Regions from separate parts of the Zea mays genome. Here region 1 is linked to region 2. The links are chromatin contacts, called in public Hi-C maps. All regions are on one chromosome and are shown on one strand. Each heading gives the region's core, a stretch centred on a gene start, on an enhancer-like site or on the middle of the called end of the contact. The rest is flanking DNA. Distances are from core to core; before and after follow the strand shown.

Evidence for each region. Hi-C and Micro-C count contacts between places; a contact is called where the count stands out from the background.
Region 1: a contact with region 2 is called in a Hi-C map of bundle sheath, with 2.1 times the contacts expected there. The contact joins two enhancer-like sites. A contact is called at or near these places in 5 of 25 Hi-C or Micro-C datasets (bundle sheath, ear, leaf and 2 more).

What each region holds. Positions count from the first base shown.
Region 1 is chr1:160,178,774-160,183,077 of Zm-B73-REFERENCE-NAM-5.0, reverse strand. No RefSeq gene overlaps it. Among protein-coding and RNA genes, the nearest start is that of LOC100281484, 17 kb to the left of the region's middle. Within about 2 kb of position 2,342, at least 15 of the 20 cell types and tissues checked have an H3K27ac peak or open chromatin away from gene starts, as enhancers often do. A contact at or near this core is called in bundle sheath, ear, leaf and 1 more, where this site is marked.
Region 2 is chr1:159,963,441-159,967,876 of Zm-B73-REFERENCE-NAM-5.0, reverse strand. No RefSeq gene overlaps it. Among protein-coding and RNA genes, the nearest start is that of LOC103640076, 93 kb to the right of the region's middle. Within about 2 kb of position 1,691, at least 11 of the 20 cell types and tissues checked have an H3K27ac peak or open chromatin away from gene starts, as enhancers often do. A contact at or near this core is called in bundle sheath, ear, leaf and 1 more, where this site is marked.

The DNA.
Region 1 (4,304 bases), core at 1,093-3,592, 210 kb before region 2:
GAGGGCGCGGGATTGGCTCGGGTTAGTTAAAGTCGGACCGTTGGATTCGGGTGAACGACGGGAATTGGGCGGCCTGCTCCGGCCCTTTCCTCTAGCCACTAGAGGCGGCGGCGCCCGTGTTCGCGACGGGAAGCTCGTCAGAGACGAGGGGCGCGAGCGCTCCGGGGGTCTTAGGGCTGTTGGGATGATCGGAGAAAATGGGGAGGGGTGCGGGAAATCTGATGGTGGGGGCTGAACAGAGGTAGGGGCATCAGATGGTGAGGGTTCACAGTGGGGCGGCTCGGCGGGGTGCGGGGAACTCCGACGAGCAATCGCGTAGGGCAAAGAGTAAGAGGGAAATGGAGAGGGCAAGGGAGATTCCATACCTCAATGCGAGACTCGGGATATCCACTGAGACAGCAACGGCACGACGGTGGCTTAGGTCGACGATGGCGGCTTCGGGACTGCACGTGTAACGGTGGTGAGCAAGGACAGAGCGAACCAAAGGAAGGAAGGGGAATTGGGGGCGAGTCCCGAGCGGCTAGCACCGAGGCGAAGCTCACTGTGGCAAGGGCGACGACAGAACGGCTTCGCGACAGTGGCGACACTGCTGCGTGCTAGGTGGGGAAGAATGGGCAGGGCGAGGTGTGGGGGATGCTGGGGTCTAGGGTCCTTATATGGTGGCCAGGCGAGGCATGCGAGATGGGGGGTCGTAGGGTGCGCGCGGTGGTTATCCGCACATAACGTGCGAGGCGGGCACGACCGGCGTGGCCTCTGCGGAGCAGACAGTTGAGGGGAAGAGGACGGGGCTCACAAGCGGGGTTGGCTGGTCAGAGAGAAAAGAGAGAGAGCGCGTGACCGAGGGCGGCACGCCGACAGGGTGGGCTCGCGGGGCAGAAAGAAGGGAAGGCGCGTGGCTGAGGGCTCGACTGAAGGCTCGGCTGGCTCAACTTCAAATATGCCACTAATTGAAACATATGCATGATACAAAGACAAAAGTTGGGGTTCAGTATTATGCAACATTTCATACTTTCTTAGGGTTTTGTCTATTAGAAAATAGATACATCTCCAACTAAAACAATGATTCTCTTTCTAAAGGAAAACGAAATGGATTAAGAGAGAAGAGAGAAGAGGAGTAACACTTGAATTTGTGGATAAGAGCAAAGAAATTTTATATCCCCAAATTCAGGGTGTTACATTCAGTATTTAGCCAAAAAAGCACAAATGACTGTTTAGTTTGTTACCTAACTTGCCATACTTTGTCTAACTTTTCTATCTAAACTTAGGGCCTGTTTGGTTTGATGACTAACTTGTCACACTTTGCCTAACTTTTCTGCCTAAGGTTAGTTCTTCAATTCGAACGACTAACCTTAGGCAAAGTGTGTCACGTTTAGCCACGAACCAAACAACCCCTAACTTTTCTGTCTAAGGTTAGTTCTTCACTTCACGAACTAACCTTAGACAAATCGTGACACGCTTCTTACTTTCGTGGCACTATCTCACTTGTATTTTACTTGCCCCCATGCATTGAACTCCCCGAACACTGCAAATTGGTAAGCTTTTGGCATCTGAAATGCAGTCGACTCGGTCGTCACGGGTCACGGGCACTGACAATACAGAGACACACACATGACTCTGATCCATGGCCAGGTCTGTCTCAAGTGGCGAGCACAGACAAACACTCTGATTAGACCAGCATTGATCGCATCCTCTCCTCGCCTCGCAAGCCCTACTGCCTCTCGTTCCCAATTAAATCCACTTGCAAATTCTTCCTGCCTGCTACTACACCAACTCTTGTTTGCTTTTGCTTCTCCTTCAGTGGAGCACTATACTGCTGTCAACTGTCGAGTCAAAAGTCAGAGATAAGGACAAGTCAACGAGAATCATATATATATATACTCTGGTACCTCTTTATACATATAATTTACTGAGTTTATCGAGTAGAGAGATTTGAAAGCAACTGTCTGTCTGGCGGCCGAGGCTTTATTGTGGCTTACGTTGGAACGAGGCTAGAAGTTGTTCTAGACGATCAATTATTATAGTACATATATTAGACAACTATTTTGGCTACGAATCGCAGGCAGGAACAGGCTGCCAGGCACGCACGCATGCGGGCCAAGTGGCCAACCAAGCCAAGGACTGCCAAATGGAAATGGGTGATGGGTGGTGCTTGCGTTGCGGGCGGCTGCCAACTCGGAGACGATTTTGTTGACCGGCCAGACCAGCCTAGGCCTCTTGTCTCTCTCTCTCTCTTTTGCAACTTGCAGATGTGCGAGTGCGATCCATGCATCACGAGGCGGCCGGCCACCACAATGAATTAAAACGAGCGCACACGGCACACATACATACATTGATACATGCAATGGGATGGAAGTGACCTCTCACTGCCTCGCCGCCCACTTTACTTGCACGTTCTTGTTCAGACCCCTGTCTCTTGGTTCGGGCACATTTCGTAGGCCCAATCGTCCTTTTTTATATTCCAGCATGAACCATACATAGTCTTTGTGTCTCCTCCGTTCTAAAACGGAGGTTAGTCATGTCTTTATTTTAGCCCGAGATAAGCATCTCTAATTCTGATAAGGTATATAAAGATTTATTAATATCTATCTATACTTATGGGTGACAACGTGCTCTAAATTTTACACTATAAAATTTAAGGACCGGATCGGATTATATTGAATTAGGGTCCAACTCTATTTATATTCATTTTTGAACTAAAATTTATTTATGACCCTATAAATTTGTGAAGTAACATTTAAATCACGATCCATTATCACTCCTATCTATAGTACCAAATTAAACAAACAAGTTGTTATTTCAGTAAGACAATAACTGCCTCAACTTAATTATCTTTCAAATCGGTCAACCCGGCGAAGCCGCTTTCTACCTTTTGCGGAAGATTACATTGGAAAAAAAAAGATGCTTTCGCCACCACTCTTAAAAAAGAAAATAAGTATACACGCACGCACTGATTCATATGTGACTGATGTTCGCCGAAAACGTTGACAATCAAACAAACTCAGAGTAATGAAACCACACATTGAAACAAGATAACTATATATAACTATAACTATAACTATATATATATATATATATATATATATATATATATATATATATATATATATATATATATATATATATATATATATATATATATATATATATATATATATATATATATAGTATTTAGAGCCCCGGGCTCTGTTTAACTATAGGAAGTTCCAACCACGTATCGATCAGGTGTGCAGACCGCACCAAACCCTTTTTGGCTTATTATACCTAACTGCTTACGACAAATTATAATATGAGTTATGCTGATGTGGGTAACAATTTATGCAAATATATGGGCCATCACGTAGATTTCGTCCCGCATATTACGTGCATAGGGCCCACGATCCCACCCACGCGCTCGCAGTTATCCAGTCCCACGTCGCCACTATAAAAATACCCCCACGCCGCCAGGGATTAGGTTTTAGCGGCGGCGGCGGTTCCCTCGGGCGTACGAGCGCCGGTGATCCTAGGGGCCAGCAGCGATGCCGCCCCGAGGCAGGCGACCGACGGCGGCGCTCCACTAGGAACGAGCGACAGCGACGCTCCCGAGGCGGGCGCGCAAGTGGCGACGGCATTCTCGAAGCGGACGGCGACATCGCACCCTAGGCCCGATGGCAACAACGTTTGTCCTGTCCGTCTCTGCGATGGCCACCGCCGCTGCCGCTCCAGCGTCTGTGACGCCGTCTCCTGCGCCAAAGGCCAACAACAGCAGGAAGCCGGTGGTGCCTGGGATGACTGGGTACAAGCTGCTCAAGCGCGTCAAGAAGTCGGCGGCGCTCAGGGACATCCTCGTCGTCATCATGTTGTCGGAGAACGTGCCCACCTGCATCACTCGCTGCCTGGAGGAGTTCGACCCGCGCCTCGCCGTAATTTAGGCCCTATTCGTCGTTACGAAATAAATTGATGATGTACGCTAAAATTTGTACTCATTTACGTTGTTTTGGTTAACGTTTTACGTTGAAATTTGATCGAGCCAGAATCCGTGCACGATCGAACGTGCGCAATTTTCACGCCGTAATTTTCGGGCCCCATTCGCTGTTACGAAACAGGTCTATAATTTACGTAAATTTCGTATTCATTTACGCTATTTTGGTTCACGTTTTATGGTTAAATCCACCCGAGCCAGAACCCTAGCACGATCGACTGCACGCGATTTTCACGCCGTAATTTTGGGCCCCGTTTGCTGTTACAAAATAGATATTGGATTTACGCTAAATTTCGTATTCATTTACGTTGTTTTAGCTCGCGTTTTACTCTGGAATCCGCCCGAG
Region 2 (4,436 bases), core at 442-2,941:
AAGTCTTTATCATTTTTCTTGGACTTGGATTCTCTGGCTAGCCACGAGTTAACTGTGATATTATTCGACATCCACACTCGTCTCATGTATTATGAACTTATTGTGACCACTTGTTGGTAAATCTCTTTCTGTGTGTTTTACCCAAGAGGTTGCATCTGATTCTGTTTGGGTAAAATCGCATATCTGTCGCTTGCTCAACAGACTCAGATAGTACAGTGTCATCAAAAAAGCAAATTGCACACATGGAACCTTATGTGTTCCCCTGGCAGACATCATCTCTATTGGTGGACATCTCTAAATTAGCCTAAGGCGATATGTGTTATGTCCACTAGAGAAACAACCTTCCGAGACACTCATCTTTGTTTGGAATTGTCTTATGATTATCACTGATATGGACATGGGTTACATGTTTCTCTAATCTTAAAAGTCTTTCGCTCTGAATCTCGGGACGAGATTCTTTTAAGGGGGAGGGTTGTAACACCCCAGGTGTTTATATTCTGCTCGACAACGAGTATGGATTTAATCACGTAATATCTGTGGATAAAACAGATGCTAAATTTTAATCATCTTCGCCTATCGCAATTTTAATATCGCATCTGTTTTTGTCTATTTTGACTCTTCCTAAGTCTTCGCGAAATTTGGAACGTAATTGTTCCAAAAATTTGTGAGTCATGTGCCTAATTAAAATCTATCGAGTTTGGTGTCGTTTTCATTTGATAATCTAAACAACTAAAGAGGGTTCATGAAGCTTTTGGATTATCGAATCCTCGTCGCTGGCGAATTTTGAACTGTTTGGATCACACGCGTAAGTGAATACAAAAATCAGAAGACTTCTGATTTTATGTAAAATTTGGAGCCCCGTGCTATCCGAAACGAACAATGTGCACAGCTTCTCGCCCACATGTGCGATGCGTGTCGTCGCTTCCGGAACGGATCGCACTCTCGATGCCGCATCGATATCGCACATTTATTTCGCGATATGTTGAGTCTTGTGTCCGTTTAAAATTCATCGCTCGCGCGAATACGAATTCGGAAGCTCAACCTGCTCTTGCGATTTTTATTCTGGGCAAATTAATTTGAACTCGACGACTAAAATGTTCGGGGCAAAATAATCGGAATCGCGCATTGTCCGAGAGAAATCGTGCGCGAGGTTACGATCCAATTTATCCTTCAGCACGCTGTTTTGGCGACGAAATCGCGTATACATTCGCAGATATGGTTCCGGCTAATTTCAGTCTAATCGCAGAGCAAATATCGATGCCGAAACCAGTTTATTTTGGTCTGTCGTTTCTCGCCCGGATCCAAATCTTTGGATATAAGTAACTGGTAAAAATCCCTCTGAATTCCAGAGTATCTGCTAAATTCTATCCGAATTTTATATCTAATACCGTCCTGATCCAACTTGTTTATGTCTCTTTTAACCCTGATCTCAAAATTGGGGATATTTGTATCACTTGTGTTATAAAAGAGAAAAGAAATAAAAAAAGGAAAATATCACTCCATCTCTATCCCGTGACTCTCTCTCTGTTTTTTTTTACTCCACCGCTTTGCATTTTCCTTATCCCTGTCGCGCAGATTTTTTTTGCAGCACGAAGATTTTTTTTGTTCCATCGCGCAGGGGCCCTTGGGCCTTGGCCTTCTCTTCAGGCCGCACGCTCGGCACCAGAGCAAAAAAAAATCCCGCCGCGCCCAGCTCCTGCTAGCCCATGGTGCGTAGCTCCTTCTGCTCCCTGTTCCCCAACGCGTCTTCTTCCCTAGCGCGCCGTCCCTGCTCGCCCTCTGCTCCACCGAGCTCCAGCGCCGCCGTTCTCTCTCTAGCGCCCAGCTCTGCCATGGCCGCGCCGGTTTGGAGCTTTCTGCCGCGCCCTGCTCGCCCCATGTCCGAAGGCAGCCGCTCATTCATCTCCCTCCTCGCGTCCTTGGCCTCTGCTCGGACTCGCGTCCTTGGCCTCTGCTCATTCTTCTCCCTCCTCGCGTCCGAAGGCAGCCGCTCATTCATCTGCCCCAAGCGCGAAGCTCTCTGCTCGGATTTCTTCCCTGCGTTGGTCTCTCCTCTACTCGGTCGCCATCCCTAAGCCGCGCCAAGTTTCCTGCTCCACTCCGTCACCGCTTCCTGCAGCCATGGTCGCCGTGGAGTTTCATCCCTGCGTGCAGGTCCTCTCATGGCGTCCAGCCGCTGCTCCTTGCTCGCCCGGATCTCCCTGCTTGCCCATGCCGCGCGCAGCCAAGCTAGTCCCTGCACGCAAGCTGTCTGTTGGCCGAGCTCCATCGTGTCGAATCTCCAGCTCGCCGTGGTCTACTGCTTCATCTCTTTCTCGTATCGTTCGGTCTGTGCGTCCCCTTTCCCTACTATGGTGGTGGGTCGCTGTTGCTCGGCTCCTCCGCTGATGCGCGTGATTTGCCGGCCAAGTCCCTTCACCGGTGATCTCCTCGCCGCGTGCGCTGGTCGCCTTGTGTGCTCGGCCACGGGCACTGTCGAGTCGTCGAATCCTGCCCTCCCCAACTCGACGCTCCTTACATAGCCGTCATTGTTCGTATTCAGTGGCGGAGGACGCCAGAAAATTTAGGTATTACTAACAATGAAAACTAAAAATTTATAACACTGTTTAAAACAATTTGTAGCTACAAAATAAGCCCTTCTAACATCATCTCTAAAATTAGGAGTAAAAGAATCGATTGGAATAGGAAGTCTCGGATCAAAAATAATGTGATCCGGGTTGAACTGATTTATACCTTCTACTTGATCATTAACATTTTCACCATTGACATCTTCACTATTATTCTCTTAAACTCCAACTTATATTCCGGGTCCATTACAAACTCCACTAGCGCGAGTGCTTAGTCTACTTCCACTAGCGCGAGTGCTTAGTCTACTTCCACTAGAAGCTTGACTGAAATAGCTTTTTAAATCTGTCATTTTACGAAGCATATAACATGTATTAGATAATTAGAAGACATTACAACAGCTAACATAGAATGTTCACATAATATAGAGAGATACTTTTTTGGGCCATATTCTTTGCCTTATTTTTTTTATATCCAAGACTGTTATTTAGAAATTGGAAAATCTGCACATTGAAAAATCTAATAGAATAGACACACATAATCAAATACTCACGCGTATAATCAAATAAATACTCATGCGCTACCTTTTAGGCTATCGGATGGGACAAGCAGACAAGCACTCAAACTCAAGCAGTATGTACTCAAGCAACTAATGAAGTAACGAACTAATTACTAAAGCAAGCAGGAAGCGGCCCGGGACAAATAGCCACAGCCTGCAGCCGGCCGCCGGGCTGGACATCGGACAGGCGGACAACTGGACAAGCAGGCAGAGGCAGACAGCAGCCGAGCACGCTGGCTGGCCGGGCGCCTGGGCGAGCAGCGAAACGCAGGAGCGGCCGAGCGGGACTGCCGTCTGCCGAGCAGCCGACTAAGCCGAGCAGAACGCCGTCGGAGATGAGGAGCAGGCGAGCAGCTGAGCAGGCCGTCTGCGTCTGCCGAGCGGTCGGCGGCCAACGGCCGTGCGGGTGTGGACGCGCCTGCGGCCGTGCGGGTGCGGCTCAGCGGGCAACGGATGTGTGCGGGACACGGAAAACCCTAATCTAATCTTTTAGTGGGCCGGCACAAGGTATTGCCTAGGCAATATTGAGTCATACTGGGCCTTCCGCCCCTGTTCGTATTCCTCCCAGCGCGCGCGAGCTTCACTGTTTGGTTGTCGTTGCGCAGGCTCCTTTGTTGGGCTCGCCAGCCGCTGTTGTCCTATCCACGTCAGCACACGACCGTGGTCGTGTTCGTCGAGTTCGCTAACGCTCTTTTGCCGATTCGACTATCGTCGCTGCTGCGTGCCACGCTGCATGCTCGCGTTTGCCATCGAGCTGTTGAACACGTCCTCCCTTGCTCGTGACTTCGTCGTTGCCAGAGCCCTCAGTGGATTCGTGTCCTCGCCAGCTCGCTCCAAACTCGATCTCGTCGTCGTTCCGTGCATCATCAAGAAATCCCAATAATCGGGTGAAGACGGAGTTAGCAGCGTGACGTTCACCAAGTACTCGACGCAAGAGCTAAACCAGAATCCTTGCCGTGTTCGCGGATAGCGCGTCAAATTTAATCGTGGGTAAGCCGATCCATATTTCCTTTAGCTTAATTATTGAATTAGTTCGATGAATGCGATGTGATTATTTTCACGATTTCGAAGTAGTCGCGTTGGGTAGGTTTGAGATGTTCATTATGTGACGTACAGTAAATTAGTGAATGAAGTTTAAATTTAGTATTTTAAAATGTCTAAACAATAATATTATTAGTATTACTTATGACAAATTCTAATTGTTTGATAAAATTAATGGTAGGTTATATATGATAGCTTAGAGTGGTATGTAATTTAATCCAGTCGCATGGTCTAAAAAGTGATGTGCTTTTATTCTTGTTCTAGATTTAAA